Linked DNA regions of Zea mays: regions 1 and 3 are each linked to region 2. A link is a contact called in public Hi-C data. All regions are on one chromosome and are shown on one strand. Each heading gives the region's core, a stretch centred on a gene start, on an enhancer-like site or on the middle of the called end of the contact. The rest is flanking DNA. Distances are from core to core; before and after follow the strand shown.

What was found. Hi-C and Micro-C count contacts between places; a contact is called where the count stands out from the background.
Region 1: a contact with region 2 is called in a Hi-C map of bundle sheath, with 5 times the contacts expected there. The contact joins the promoter of LOC100282755 here to the promoter of LOC103641278 in region 2. A contact is called at or near these places in 12 of 25 Hi-C or Micro-C datasets (bundle sheath, ear, endosperm and 5 more).
Region 3: a contact with region 2 is called in a Hi-C map of tassel, with 2.2 times the contacts expected there. The contact joins the enhancer-like site here to the promoter of LOC103641278 in region 2. A contact is called at or near these places in 2 of 25 Hi-C or Micro-C datasets (ear and tassel).

What each region holds. Positions count from the first base shown.
Region 1 is chr10:80,677,309-80,681,755 of Zm-B73-REFERENCE-NAM-5.0, forward strand. LOC100282755 (prefoldin subunit 2) reads right to left here and starts at 2,508. Exons shown (of 2, transcript NM_001155661.2): 1 at 2,379-2,508; 2 at 449-1,200. The coding sequence starts at 1,196. The coding sequence ends at 756.
Region 2 is chr10:80,427,101-80,431,836 of Zm-B73-REFERENCE-NAM-5.0, forward strand. It overlaps LOC103641278 (mitogen-activated protein kinase 2), which reads right to left and starts at 1,872. Exons shown (of 6, transcript XM_008664632.4): 1 at 1,333-1,872; 2 at 1,109-1,238; 3 at 770-907; 4 at 337-669; 5 at 1-177. The coding sequence starts at 1,550. It also overlaps a transcript of LOC100273854 not described here.
Region 3 is chr10:80,187,992-80,192,856 of Zm-B73-REFERENCE-NAM-5.0, forward strand. No RefSeq gene overlaps it. Among protein-coding and RNA genes, the nearest start is that of LOC111590371, 18 kb to the left of the region's middle. Within about 2 kb of position 3,005, at least 17 of the 20 cell types and tissues checked have an H3K27ac peak or open chromatin away from gene starts, as enhancers often do. A contact at or near this core is called in ear and tassel, where this site is marked.

The DNA.
Region 1 (4,447 bases), core at 1,258-3,757, 250 kb after region 2:
GCTACTATGGTGATGCTTTGTGACAGGAATAGGAGACAGAATGGCCTGTAGCTTTAAACGGTCGTATGAGCGATGGGGAGAAACACACGTGTCGTAAGAGATAGAATAGCAGTGTCGAAAAACATGTGTGGCCATTCTTGAACTCCTTTTTTCTTTTCTTTTCAAATTCATACTTCAACTCCAATCTACAGAATCGCAGAGTGACGGGACAGCTGAAACATTCATTTGTATTATTCCGGCCGTTTATATGCTTCCGCTGAAACTGGAAGGTATGGCCAATGACAAACTAAACTAGAGCACCACACTATCTTCCACATGTTGAGTACTCAATTAATCCTCAAAACCATTAATAGCAGCTCAACTGTCAGGAGTTCACCAACCTCCAAGCACTGCATATTTTCTGCACCAGTTAAGTCCAAATAATCATAAAGACGACTTCCGAGGAATTATCTGAAAAGATAATAAAAAGGGGCCTCCAGACACAGACTGCAGCCCTGCGAAACTAGAGATGTGCCATCATTATCAGCAAGCAAGAAATACATTTGGTTAACCGAAACACCTGAACCTGAAGAACAAATGCAGAAACACATCGCACCTTGTCAAAACCATTCCAGTTTAAACACAAAATCGCTGGTTCTACAGAAGCATGTCGTCACCCCCTAAACACACACATTGGCAGAGAGGAGCAACAACCACCTTACTGTGGTCCAAGCATAAATAGCTTGTAGCACGCAGGTCTCTCTAATCAACTTAGATTACTGTCCGGCAGGACCAACAAGGACTCCCTGCGCAGTGCCTTCCTTCTTGCCGCCTTCATCCTCAGCGTCGCTATCAGCCTTCCGGATCCTGATCTTGTACTTGAGCTCAAACTCGGTTATCTCCTTCTTCTTCCTCTCCAGCGCCTCGTGCATGCGGGCAATCACCTCTTCCAGGCCCTCCTTGTTGCGCTTCACGGCAGGCATGACCTCCCTGATGGTCCTCTCCACTAGGACGCCGCCGATCATCCTGTAGCATCGCCTCGAGGGGTCCAGCGGCTCGATCGCGCCCATCACGAGGGAGTGCTCGCTGACCTCCATCTCCAGCTCCGTGATCTTTGTGTAGAGCTGGTTCATTTCGGTGCGCATGTTGGCGTAGGTGTTGGCGATTACCTGCTCGTTTATGGCTTCCTTGCCATCGCCACCTGCTCTGCTTGCCATTTTCCTAGTGATGCAGATAACCGGAGAACAAAATCACTAACGGCAAAAGCCCATGAAGAAAATTGCAGCTTTTAAGCACAGGTGCAAGACTGCAAGCTAAGAGTTCAAGATAAAACAATTAAAGCCAAACACATCGACATTTCCGTAGCACTAAATAGAGAACTATCATAAACATCACCAAGCAAGCAATATAATCAAACAAGCAGTAACCAAGGATAAGGAAGTTTTTTTTTTTAAAAAAAATAGCGTTACAATTTAAGAAATATGAGCAAATGGGGAAAATATTTTATATGCTATGCTGCGAAAAGTAATGTTCAGCACTTTGTAATCACCTCATCAACTATTTGAGTAAACTTGGTTGCCTGCCTCTCGTAAATCATACTACCAGAATTTGCCTCAGTTTTTGCAGGCAGTATTGGGCTGTGCACAACTAAATAACAGTCTTGCCTATTAAGTCAGTAAATTTGTCCTCGCAAAAAGAAAAAAAAAACTAAGTAGATTTACAGCTTGCTCGAGATGTAAGGAGGAATTTGTTATAAGAAAGCGATGCAGATCCTAGCTGCTAACCGTTTTATGACCATAACGGTATAATAAGCATTCAAACACAGGCTTCATGCTCCCTGCTGTAACGGGAATGGAGGAAGAGTAATAACATATCGAAAAGGATAGTTAACTGGCATAAACATTTAATGAGCATAGCAAATCCTATTCACGTAGCCCAGAAACCAATAATAAAAATAAAAATACTACCGCATAACACAAACTGGCCAAGAAAGAGAGAAAACTTGCATAGCAGAGCAATTCATCAGCCTAACATCTACTGGCACCATTCTCCGTTACTAATGACGCAACTTTACTGGCACATGATCGATAATCCAAGAAATAATAAAAACAGTGATTCCTCCCGGACACAAGCACTAGCATCACCTCAAAGCGGCACTATTATTTCTGGATGTAAGTGGGAGATGTCAAAAGCTAATACAGGACATACATTCATCACAGGGTTTTATTCAGCAAATAGTGACCCAGACGCAAATTCCCGAAGTTGGTAGGCATAACACTTGTAAATTAGTAGATCAGAAACAGATCCGAGTACACATACAGATAGTAGACAAATGGGTCAAGTTAGGGTTACGAAGCTCGGTTTCTCACAGAAGTAAGGGGGAGAAGGGGTGAACATACCTGTGGGTGCTAGTTCGTCGCCGGCGAAGGTACTGCCGAAGACCTGGGCGCCTGGCGTAGGGCGGCGGCGGTCGCGCAGCTGTCCCCACGAGCGAGAGAGAGCACGGCGCGCGCACGCGGCGTGTAGGGGAGAGAACTAGAGAAGGCAGGTAGGCACTAGACTGGGCAATAAAAAAAAATTGCCTGGGCCTGAGGCAGGCCTGGATGGGCCATGGGGCCTTTTTTTCCATCAGTCCAGGTCTCCAGGAGATGCTTCTGCGTAAATACTCTACGAGGGAAAAAAAAGACTAAGGGCATGTACAGCGCTCTTAAATGAGTCGTCTGTATGATGCCATGTCACAGAAATTTGCTTACGTGGACTATAATAAAAAGAAGGAAGAGGAGCTTGCCGTCGTCTCGTGCTCACATGCCAAGCGACGGCCTCATCTACCGTTGTACGAACAGGAGCATCTTTCACCAGAACTTCTCATCTCATATAGAAACCATTAAGGGCCTTAAATGAATTATAAATAATATATACATGATGTAAATAGACAGGTGATTGTACGAGCTGTCTATTCATCCGTCTGCATGTACTTTTCAAAAAAACTTGTAGATGGTAGCCGTCTGTGCACTGTACGTGCCCTGAATTATCCGTCTCAACTGTTGTCCAATTTTTCTGATTAAAAAACAGCTATTTTTAAGAATTAAAAGCATCTCCAACACACTAGTCAAATGATCCATTAAGCTAAATTTTAGCTGTTTAATATCAAAATAATCATCAACTCGCTAAACGATCCGGCTCAAAGTTAGCTCTCTCGCTAACTAAACTTGGCTAGCCACTCCAGCTAACCAAACTAACTTGTCTGTCTATTAGAGAGTCTATTGCAATAAATTGTGACATATAGAGTTTAATCTTTCTCAAAGGTAAATAGAGAGTCAAATAAAGTGTCAAAAATAGAGAATCCCTTAGAGATGCTCTAAGCCTACATAACCCCTTACCTTTAGAGAATGGTCAACTTCACACCATTATCTTCAAAATCAGTTGTTTAGCACCTTCAAATTAATAAAAACCACACAAATAACAACCTAGTCAGTTTAATAAAAACCACACAAATAACAACCTAGTCAGTTTTAGTTGACGATCATTCGACACTGATTTAATTGGTACCCGTTTTGTCTTTTCAATTATGTCTTCTACTAATATCCAAAATTTATATAATTCTATACAAAAATTAGTAATCATATATCATATTCGTACCATTTTTCTAAAATTTTAGGATTACCATATCAATTACTAAAAATAAAAAACTACAATAAAAGAGCTTAATGTTTTGTCTCTGGTTCATTTCTTATCTTATGAGGCTAAACATTTTACTAGAGCAAAAATAATATTGCCGGTACCCCATAAATGGGGTCTTCTACTGTGTCTAAGACAGAGACTTGCGTGGTTAGCCTTTTAACCACACGCTAAGGAACTGAGCAGCCAGGCCCACGGGACCAGACTCGTTTGTTAGGATCGCTGGCCTCAGGACCTGCTCCAGGTTCAGGAGTAGGTCCGGTGCTGCCACGTGTCTCGAAAGAGGAATCTAGAGACTACACCAACGGGTCCGGATCCCACGTATGCCATCTAGACACAAGCCGACTGTAACGCCATGAATTTGGGGGTAGAATTTTTTCTTCTTTTTACTCACCAAATTCAGGCGTTACTCTCTTTTCTTTTCCCGTTTCGCTCCCATATTGCAGAAGTGTTATTTGATACTGGAGCAACACATTCATTTATATGAGTTCACCAGTTGAGAGGATCCAACGTGTTCTCAAAGATAGATCTAAGGTCAGGTTATCATCAGCTCAGGATTCGACCCTTAGACATTCCGAAGACGACATTCATTACCAAGTATGGGTTGTATGAGTTCACTATGATGTCTTTTGGTCTAATAAATGCACCAGCCTTCTTCATGAATCTGATGAACAGTGTATTTATGGATTATCTTGACAAATTTGTGGTGGTATTTATTGATGATATTCTGATATATTCTCAAAGTGAAGCAGAGCATGCAGATCATTTGAGGATGGTTTTGCAGAGATTG
Region 2 (4,736 bases), core at 622-3,121:
CCTCTTGCTGGGATCGAACACGAGCATCCTCTCAAGCAAGTCCATGGCGCCGCTAGACATGGTGGGGAACCGCACGCGGAACTGTTGCTTGGGATGCTGAGGCAGGGACCTCACGTATCTGCGGGCGTGGTCGCTCCGGAGGAACCCGAGGCTGGTGTCGTCAGGTGAGCCTACCAGCTTTTATTTAGATCAACATATATAAAGAAGGAAGAGGAAGAAGTTGTAAGTAATTAATTAAAGAACAAACAAGACTCTCTTCATATGTGTTAGCTAGCTAGCTTGAGAAAAAACCAATGCAACTCTCTTCACCAACTATATATATATATATATATATACCTCGGTTATCAGCCTCAGCTGGTGGACATAATCCTTGCCAGGAAACAGGGGCTCTCTGGTGACCATCTCGCCGAAGATGCAGCCCACGGACCACATGTCGATGGCCTGGGTGTACTCGGAGCAGTTGAGCAGGAGCTCAGGCGCCCTGTACCACCGCGTGACGACGTACTCCATCATGAAGTCGGTCTCCGTCGTGGTCCTCGCCAGCCCGAAGTCCCCGATCTTCAGGTCGCACTTGGCGTTCAGCAGCATGTTGCTCGGCCTCAGGTCCCTGTGCAGGACGTTCGCCGAGTGCACGTACTTGAGCCCGCGGAGCAGCTGGTACACGAAGTACTGCACCGGCCGGTCGTCGTAAAAGAAGAAAGAAAAAAAAAGGGTTAGGAACAGAGAACAGAGGACGGCACAGCAACAGCGTTGGATTTGGATCGACGACCTGGCAGTGGTCGTCGGTTAGTTGCTGGTTTGACCGTAGGAGGTGGTGAAGGTCAGTGTCCATCAGCTCGTAGACGATGTAGACGTCGTTGAAGTTCTCCCTCCTGGGCGGGCGTATGATGTCCTTTATTGAAATGACCTGCAGGGAAAAAGAATTTGTTGCTCTGTTACATATATGCACGGATGTATTATGTATATAGCTAATGAACTATACATACATGTATATATAGCTAATAAATACATACAATGACAAAAAAAAGTCCTGTAGCGTGGAGTATATATATAAATATATATGTTCATCACAAGGTAGAGAAATATATACATATACATGGCTACTCACATTTTCATGATTCATGTGCCTAAGCAGCTTGATTTCTCGGAGAGTGCGCTTGGCGTCGATCTGGTTGTCAAACGCGTTGCCGATCTTCTTGATGGCGACCTCCTCGCGAGTCTGCGCGTTCACAGCAGCACTGCATGCATGCACAAAAGATCCGGTACGTACTAGTAGTGAAGCCCGAACGAACAAACGAGAAGGCGATCGATGAGGGAGGACGACGTACGCACCAGATGATGCCGCAGGCGCCGCGGCCGACGGGGCGGATGGGCGGGACGTACTTGGCGGAGACCTCCAGGAGGTTTCCGTACACGTTGTACTGCACGTAGCGGCCGCCGTGCGTGTGCGTGCCCTTGATCTGCGCCTCCCCGCCGTGGCCCATACCCAGGCACCCTCCAGCGCCGGCGCCGCCTCCGCCTGCGCCTCCTCCGGCCCCCTCCATGCGCATGTATATATACGGACCACCACGCACCTCCCCTCCTAGCTAGCTAGCTAGCTATACTCCCTCTTCTCTCCGACGATGAGAAATGAACACAAGACGACCCAGCAAGGACCAACGCAGGACGACGGCAAGCTAGCATGCGAGCAAGCAAGCTCTGATGATGCTGCCTCGAGCTCTAGCTGAGACAGACAGACAGATAGATAGATAGAGATAGAGAGAACGAGCTGGCTGGCTAGCGGAGCGCGCGCGCGCGTGGTTGGTTGCGCGGACGCCAGGAAGGAGGAGATAAGGGGAGCGTTGGGGAAAGTGGAAAAGGCGGGGAGCCTTTTCTCCGCCGGAAGTCGAACTCCCGTGACGCCCAAAGGAAGGAGTTGGGTTCCTGTTGCTGTTGCTCCGTCCGTCCGTCCGTCGTCGCCCACTCCTGTCCTGCCGTGTGGTGTGGGAGAGACCTGGCATGGCTCCTGTCCTGTGGGCGGTGTGGCTGGCCTAGCTGCCTGCACTGCACTGCTGCACACGACACAGGTTGATGGATGCATGCAGGGACGACGATGCTCCCCCCGGGCCCCGGCGGCCGACCTCTTCCAGACCATTAATTCCCCTCTCCTCCTCAGCCAGCCATGCATTTATCGATTGATTGATCCATCTCTTACGTGTTCGCGCGGCGCATGATGCATGGATGGTTTCCCTTGCTTGCCCTTGGTGCTAGCTCTTGCCGCTTGCCTTTTATTTGCAGCTAGCGATGAATAAGCTATAGATTGGTTTGTTTGGCAGTGCGCTGTCTACAAGTGATTCTCTGCTACTCCTCTCTCCCTTGCAAAACAACTAATAAGCGAGCCCTATCTCATTCAGATTTTAAAATTGTCTATGGAAGCTAATTCTGCTACTATACATGTTATTCTATGGCTTAAAGCAATTCTCTTTGATTCTTTAGCATAAAATTTCAAAATCACGGTTGAGAATCGGTCTACACAATCAGAATAAGCTTCTAGTCTTTAGTTCATTTCAGAGAAACAGATAGAATTAATTACTTCTCTCTGAAAAACTGGTTGGCAAAGCTCTTGCTGCATCCAAGCAGAGAACCAACTTTGGTAGCTATATATATGCTCTTACATGCTCCTCCGTCATAATCAAGTAAAATCACTCTATTCAAGATCAAGAAGCAGGGCTAGAGAACCTAGAAGTAGAGCTCTGCCAAATATGCCCATAATTATTTGCTCATGTCTAATCAGCTGTGTGGTTTGTGATATAGCAACTTGAGGACATATATACCGCATGCCATGGGGATCTTAACCAACCGCCAGTGGAAATACTGGCGGTTCCAAAATAACCGCGTATTTTCACTGGCCCCTAGCATTGGTGGCACCGAAAAACGCCAGTGCAAATAGCTTTAGGACCGTCATTATAGAGCTTCTGTGTACTAGTGACAGTAATCTAGGATGGTTAACCTAGAAGTCTTCTCCTAATTTGTTTTCTTCTAACAACAAACATGCCCACATGTTACATCGAAATTTATATCGTGCCTATATTGTGGAACATACACTATTCTAACTTGTATGAACATATATCATGTGAGATTGGAACCCGAGCAGGATAATAAACCAGTTAGGACTATATCTAATCTCTATTTGATTGCATCAAGATCGAGTATCATGTTTATTGTATGCATGTATGCTAGGTTTAAAAAACATCACCTAAGAATGTCACTTGACCTCACTTAAGGGAATTTTGAGGTATTTCAAGCATATACCCAATGTTGGGTTGTGGTACCTTAGAGGAACACAATTTGAGCTAGTTGGTTACTCTGATTCAGACTATGCGGGGTGCAAGATTGTTAGGAAGTGTACTTCATACACATGTCATTTATTTGGAAGATCACTTGTGTATTGGTCCTCAAATAAGCAAATTTTGGTTGCATTTATTAATGAACAAGGTGGAGTACATATGTGCAGGTAGTTCTTGTGTATAATTGGTATGGATGAGAGCAACTTTTTCATGCTATAGCAACAAATTTGATTGAGTGTCATTGTTATGTGATAATAAGAGTGGCATCAATATAGCCAACAATCTAGTTCAACATTCTAGAACCAAGCACATTGATGGTAACCATCACTTCTTAAGAGATCACTAAACAAAGAGGGATATCAAGATTGAGATTTGAGAGTTTGGAAACCGATGATCAACTAGCGGATATATTCATCAAGCCACTTGATTAAGCAAGATTTTTCAAGCTAAGAAATGAGTTGGACATTCTTGAATTCTCCAACATGTCTTCAAGAATACCATATATGTATCAAAATAACCACTCCTCCGATCAAAGCAAAGATAAAATTTCTTGTGCATGAGCATACATACATCACTAGATGTCTATAGTATAACCCGGTTTGTCCTTCTTCAAGTTTTTTTTCACATATGTTACAATGATTATCTTATCAAAGTTGTGTTATGCACATAGTAGCTCATACTTTAGTTCAAATGCTAGGGTCTCTTACTCGTGAACAAGCTATATACTATCACTTGGTACATTCAATCATTGAAATAGTAGTGATATGATATAAACTTCAAATTAATTTTGTTTACAATACATGACTTATTAGTAATGACTGCATGCACTAAACACATTCTAGTAAGGTGTGCATGCATATGAGCAATCAATGTTACTTTGAGTGGCTGAAGGAGATATATGTTATTCATATGATGTGCATCCAACTCATGCTAGAGAAACCAAGAATAATTGAATAATTCTAAATATTGCAACACCTTGCTCCATTAAGTGGCTAGCTTGGTGAAAATATTGGCAAGTTGACCTTCAATACCTTCCCTTTGGTTTGAGGATCTCTTATAAAGTGATGCCAGATATTAATAATATTTATTATTTAGTGTTGAATCGAGTTGGTGGCTATTTTATTGCACTCTTATTCTCACATAGTAATGACACTTAGTTGAATTTGATCTTGTTGTCAAGCAATGTGACAGTAATTGTGCAAAACAACTTACTATAAAAATATACTCCGCTTGGATCATTGGCAGTAGGATGCGAATGGCTCTACAAGATGAAACATGACTATAAGGAAAATGTGAAAATATTTAAAGCAAAGCTTGTAGCTAAAGGCTTCACTTAGAGAGAAGGAATTGATTATAATGAGACCTCGCCTATTTCGACAAAAGGCTCTTTTAGAATAATTATGGCACTTG
Region 3 (4,865 bases), core at 1,755-4,254, 240 kb before region 2:
CTGTTCATCTATTTATAGGAACAGGGCGCAGTATGTGTGAAATTACAATCACGCCCTTTATGTTTACTATTGACGTAAGGACAATTTGATGAGGACTAGATGGCCTTTCCCCTTTAAGTCGGTTCCTTTTCCTGCCGCTGAGCCGAAGCTCCCTTGTGCGTAGCTTCGAAGCCGCATCATCCTTCGTCTCAACCATGCTTTTCATATAGTGTATTGTTTCATTCTGAGTTTGAAGGTACCTATTCACATATTACACTTGGGAAACATTGTTAAATCGTGTTTTTGAGGACCTTTGGAAGACGAAGGCCCCCAACATAGGCCTTCTTCCTCCTTGGGTCGTCACCATGGGGGCAGGGGACGAGCTCACATGGGGGTGGGGGGTTTGGCCAACCGGCCGGCGGTCGTGCCACCGCACATAGCCGCGCCCCCAGGGGACGCGCCGGGGAGGGGCGGGCGAGTGCCGCGCTAGGGCCATGCCGCCGGGGCTGGACCGGCTACGGGCTGGGCGACAGGGCGCCATGGCCAGCACAGGAGGTGGCTGGTGCGCAGGTCCGACAAAAGGGGGAGGACAGGGGCCGGCCTAGGTGGCCTGGTAGCTCGGCCCTATGCTGCTAGTCGGTCGGCTACCACGCCGGGGAGCTGGGCTGCCGCACCGCCACACCGAGAGGGTGGGCTGTCGCGCAGGGGAGGATCTCTATGGTCCCAGATGGCAGAGATCAGCACAGGGAAAGATTCGATGCGATTGTGGGCGAGAACAGGCGATAGGAGCGCATAGTGGGCGGTTCTGGCAGAGATAGGCGTGTGCACAGCTGAGAAATAGGAGGCTGTCACACCCGGGTTTTGGGGCACCAAGACTCGGGCACGAACATAATCACCAGGTGTGTTGGGACCAAGTCTCACACATATGATGATTCATGGCACAGGATCGAATGTCACGTCTTTACTACATAACAGGAGTTCTATACAAAATAAATAAATAATTACATTATAAGGAGACAACGGTCCAGCAACCCAAAGTTGACTGGGAGACGATGACCTAGATCTCTCACGAACTCATCGCAACATCCTCCATGCGCCTCATCTTGCGGTACCTGTTCTTGACCTGTGTGGGGGGTGTGAGACAGCAAGAGTGAGCTCACATACGTTCATCGCTCAACAAGTTGTGGAAAATAATGTGCATGAACTCGCCAAAGGTGGGAGCTCATGTGAAGTGTAAGGCTTACCAAAGAGGATGGTTAGAGCTGAGCATTGCTTTTAAAGTTGGTCAAAATTTTATTAGCAATTACTAAGTATAAGTAAATACCAACCCAATTAAGTAGTAGAACAAAAGTAACAACATCACCTGCGATGCAATGCATATGACAAATTGAATTTAGTTCCATAAGTTAATCATCAGAGAGTCCTGAGCTGCTCATGACCGTGAGCTCGGCTAGTATACCAGTTTTACACTTTGCAGAGGTTGTACCCTTTACCCACAAGTCGTGTATCCCATGTCGCCAGGGTTAGCTAGACCCTTAGACACTACCGAGGTGAATGGCTAGGGATCCACTACGAGGCCTTTACAAATTTCCACTAGCTTCCGAAAATCCGCTACAGTTTATGAGAAGCGCACTTGCAAGAATCCCCCGTCTGACCGCCATCGCAGCAAAATCAACCCGAGAACCTCCTTGCATGCAACTCCCCTACTGCCCTTGCCCCTTTCGGGTAAGGTAGTCTTCCACTAGCTTTCCTAATTAATCAGCCAAGGGCGTCCATAAACCCTTGTGGTGGCACGTGTTTCTCAAGTTAAGCTCCATGTTCCAATTAACATTAATGGTCTTGACATGAACATAAATAAAATAACAAAATAACTGGAACATGGATATAATAAATGATTATCCCAAAACCATGTAAAGCAATAGCAAACTACCCAAGTGATTCAGGGGTAAACAAGGTAATGAGATAAACAATCTAGGGTGACCTATCGGGTCCCATCAAAATTAAACCTATGCATGAACATGTGACATTAAAGAACATTATTGGGTAAAAAGTGGTCAAGGGCACAACTTGCCTAGCACTTGAGATTCCAGGTACCAACTTGCCTTACAGATGACACGTGTCCTCGCGCTAGTCGTAGCAATACAAGCAAACATGGTATAGATAAAATTAACATCCCACCAAATATAAGAACAAACTGAATAATAATGATCTACGCGTCGCTACGAGATCGTGGAAACGAGAACTACTAAGATCGTTGTGAGGTTACGAACTATGGAAGATCTACGTGATTCAAATATTAAACTATATTATAAATTGATTAGTATACACCATATGAGAGAATATTCTATGAATAATTAACTCAACTTTAATTTAGGTCATTACTTGATTAAAGATCATCTTTTAGTCAATTTATAACCATAAGATGAGCATACTATATTAATATTAGAAAAGCTAATCCAATAAACCTTAATTAATCCAATTAGTTACTTAATTATATAAGTACGTAATATCGTATAATTAATGTTGCTACTGCATAGTAAATATTTATACGAAGCTAACGTGACTTGAACGGATACAATCGGAGTTAAATCGGACAAGTTATGGTTTTCAGAAGGTTTAAGTGTGGGGGTACAAAAGAAATTAAGCGCGTAATTTTATCATGGATTCCATGACAAAATAGAGTTACTAGATGATAAAGAATATTAATATGAGACTAATGCAACTGGAATGAATCAGATCAGAGCTAAACTATGAGAATTATGAATTAAACAAGTTTGAGTTGCATTTATTATTAATTTTAATGCCAAAATAAACGCGAGGGACTTCTCTGCAAATTCAGAGGACTGATCTGTAATTTCAAATTTTGTTTCCGAGGTTACTGCTGTGAAAAACAGGACGGCGGGTTAGTTATTAAAAAGTCTAGGGTCCCATTTGTAAGTCTGGCTCGGCAAAGGGGTATCGTCTATTATGGACCGCTCGATTATATTTGAATGGCCATTGTCTAGATATGAAGCGGTATTCGGCGATGTCCGCACGATCAGAAATCGACGGCTCGCGAGATCAACGGTCACAGTTTAATGAAACACAGATCAAATCCGGACCATGCGTTGGACGATCAACGGTCCAGAATCAACCATGGAACGATCTACTTCTAGTTCGATGAAGATCCTACGGTGACTGTGTGTCTTCTACCTCATGCTGCTATACCCCTTTCTATACGTATGCGAGACCCCAGTAACAGTAGGTACATTAACCCAACACCACCGGCATGGAAGAGGAGTCTCACCGTCGATGGTGGTGAGGCTGGCCGACGATGGAGCGCGGATTTCGCGGCGAGCCGCAGACCCAGTGCTCGATTCCCTCCCCTGCGGTCGCCCAGACCATCGTTCGGCTGGACGGTGATGACGGCGCAGCGAGCTCCGGCCCGGTGAGGAGCCGACCACGCAGCCGTCGTGTACTCGGTACGCCCGCCCAAGCTCTATCGAAGCGCGCCGCCAGCTTTGTGAGCCCGAGACGCGACACCAGCCGCCCTCGGATGCCTGCTACACGGCGCTCTCCCTCTCTCGGTGCGCTGGGAACGTTAGGCAAGCGCGGTAGCCGCAAGGAACTTTCCCATGCAACTGCGACCAGGTTTATAGAGGTGGGCGAGGGGTAAGACGGGCTGGCTGCACGCAGAACTCGGCGGTGGCTGGAGTGGTTGACGCGGCCAGGGGCTTCCAGCGCGCGCGGCGTAGAAGTCGCGTTCAGTTGAGGGAGAAGACCGAGCTCCACGCGGATCTCAACAACCTGCTCCTAATCGCATTGAGCCCCGCAGAAACCGCATGCATGGACGGTTACCAGATATGATTCGTACGTAACAAACTATATGCATGAATACAATTCTAGAGAATAGGGCCCACATGATAGTCTCCGTAGAGCACAACAACCGCTGTGACCTGTTAGCGCTGGGGCCCACGGATATCGTGATGAAGCAGCCGATAGAAAGAATAAAGAAATGAGAAAAGGGTTAAAAAATTCTATGCACGCTCATGCTTGCATGTCGAGTGAAATGATCTAGCCATTTTATGGTTAGCCCGGTTTAATTCTCTCCTTTCTCTCTTTTTTTTCTATTTTTAATTTCTTTACTAAAATTTAATTCTAAATTCGAACTGCGTTTTGAAGTTTAAATCTAAGTCAATTGCACATTTGAAGACCCAACATGGTGCACAATTTATATATTTAGATAATTATTTTTTTGCCTTAACTGGACCCACATTGTTGATATGCAAAAAAATAGTCACAAAATCATATAATCAAGAATTCTATTTTATTTCTAAGATTTTGTGTATTACAGCGGCGGCGGTTGCAAGAGATGACATGTGGGGCCAAAAAGCAGCTGCACTAGGCCGGCAGTGCCCGGCTGGGCGTTGCCCACGCGCGCGCGGGCTAGCTCCTGGTCCCCGCTACCAGGGGCAGCGCACCTCCAGCCGCGGCCTGGGTGAGTGTCACACCCGGATTTCGGGGCACCAAGACCCGGGCGAAAACATAATCACCAGGTGTGCTGGGATCAAGTCTCACACATATGATGAATCATGACACAGGATCGAATGTCACATCTTTACTACATAACAGGAGTTTTATACAAAATAAATAAATATTTACATCATAAGGAGACAACGGTCCAGCAACCCAAAGTTGACTGGGAGACGACGGCCTAGACCTCTCACGAACTCGCCACAGCATCCTCCACGCGCCTCATCCTGTGGTACCTGTTCTTGACCTGTGGGGGGGTGTGAGACAGCAAGAGTGAGCTCACATACGTTCATCGCTCAACAAGTTGTGGGGAATAATGTGCATGAACTCGCCAAAGGTGGGAGCTCACGTGAAGTGTAAGGCTTACCAAAGAG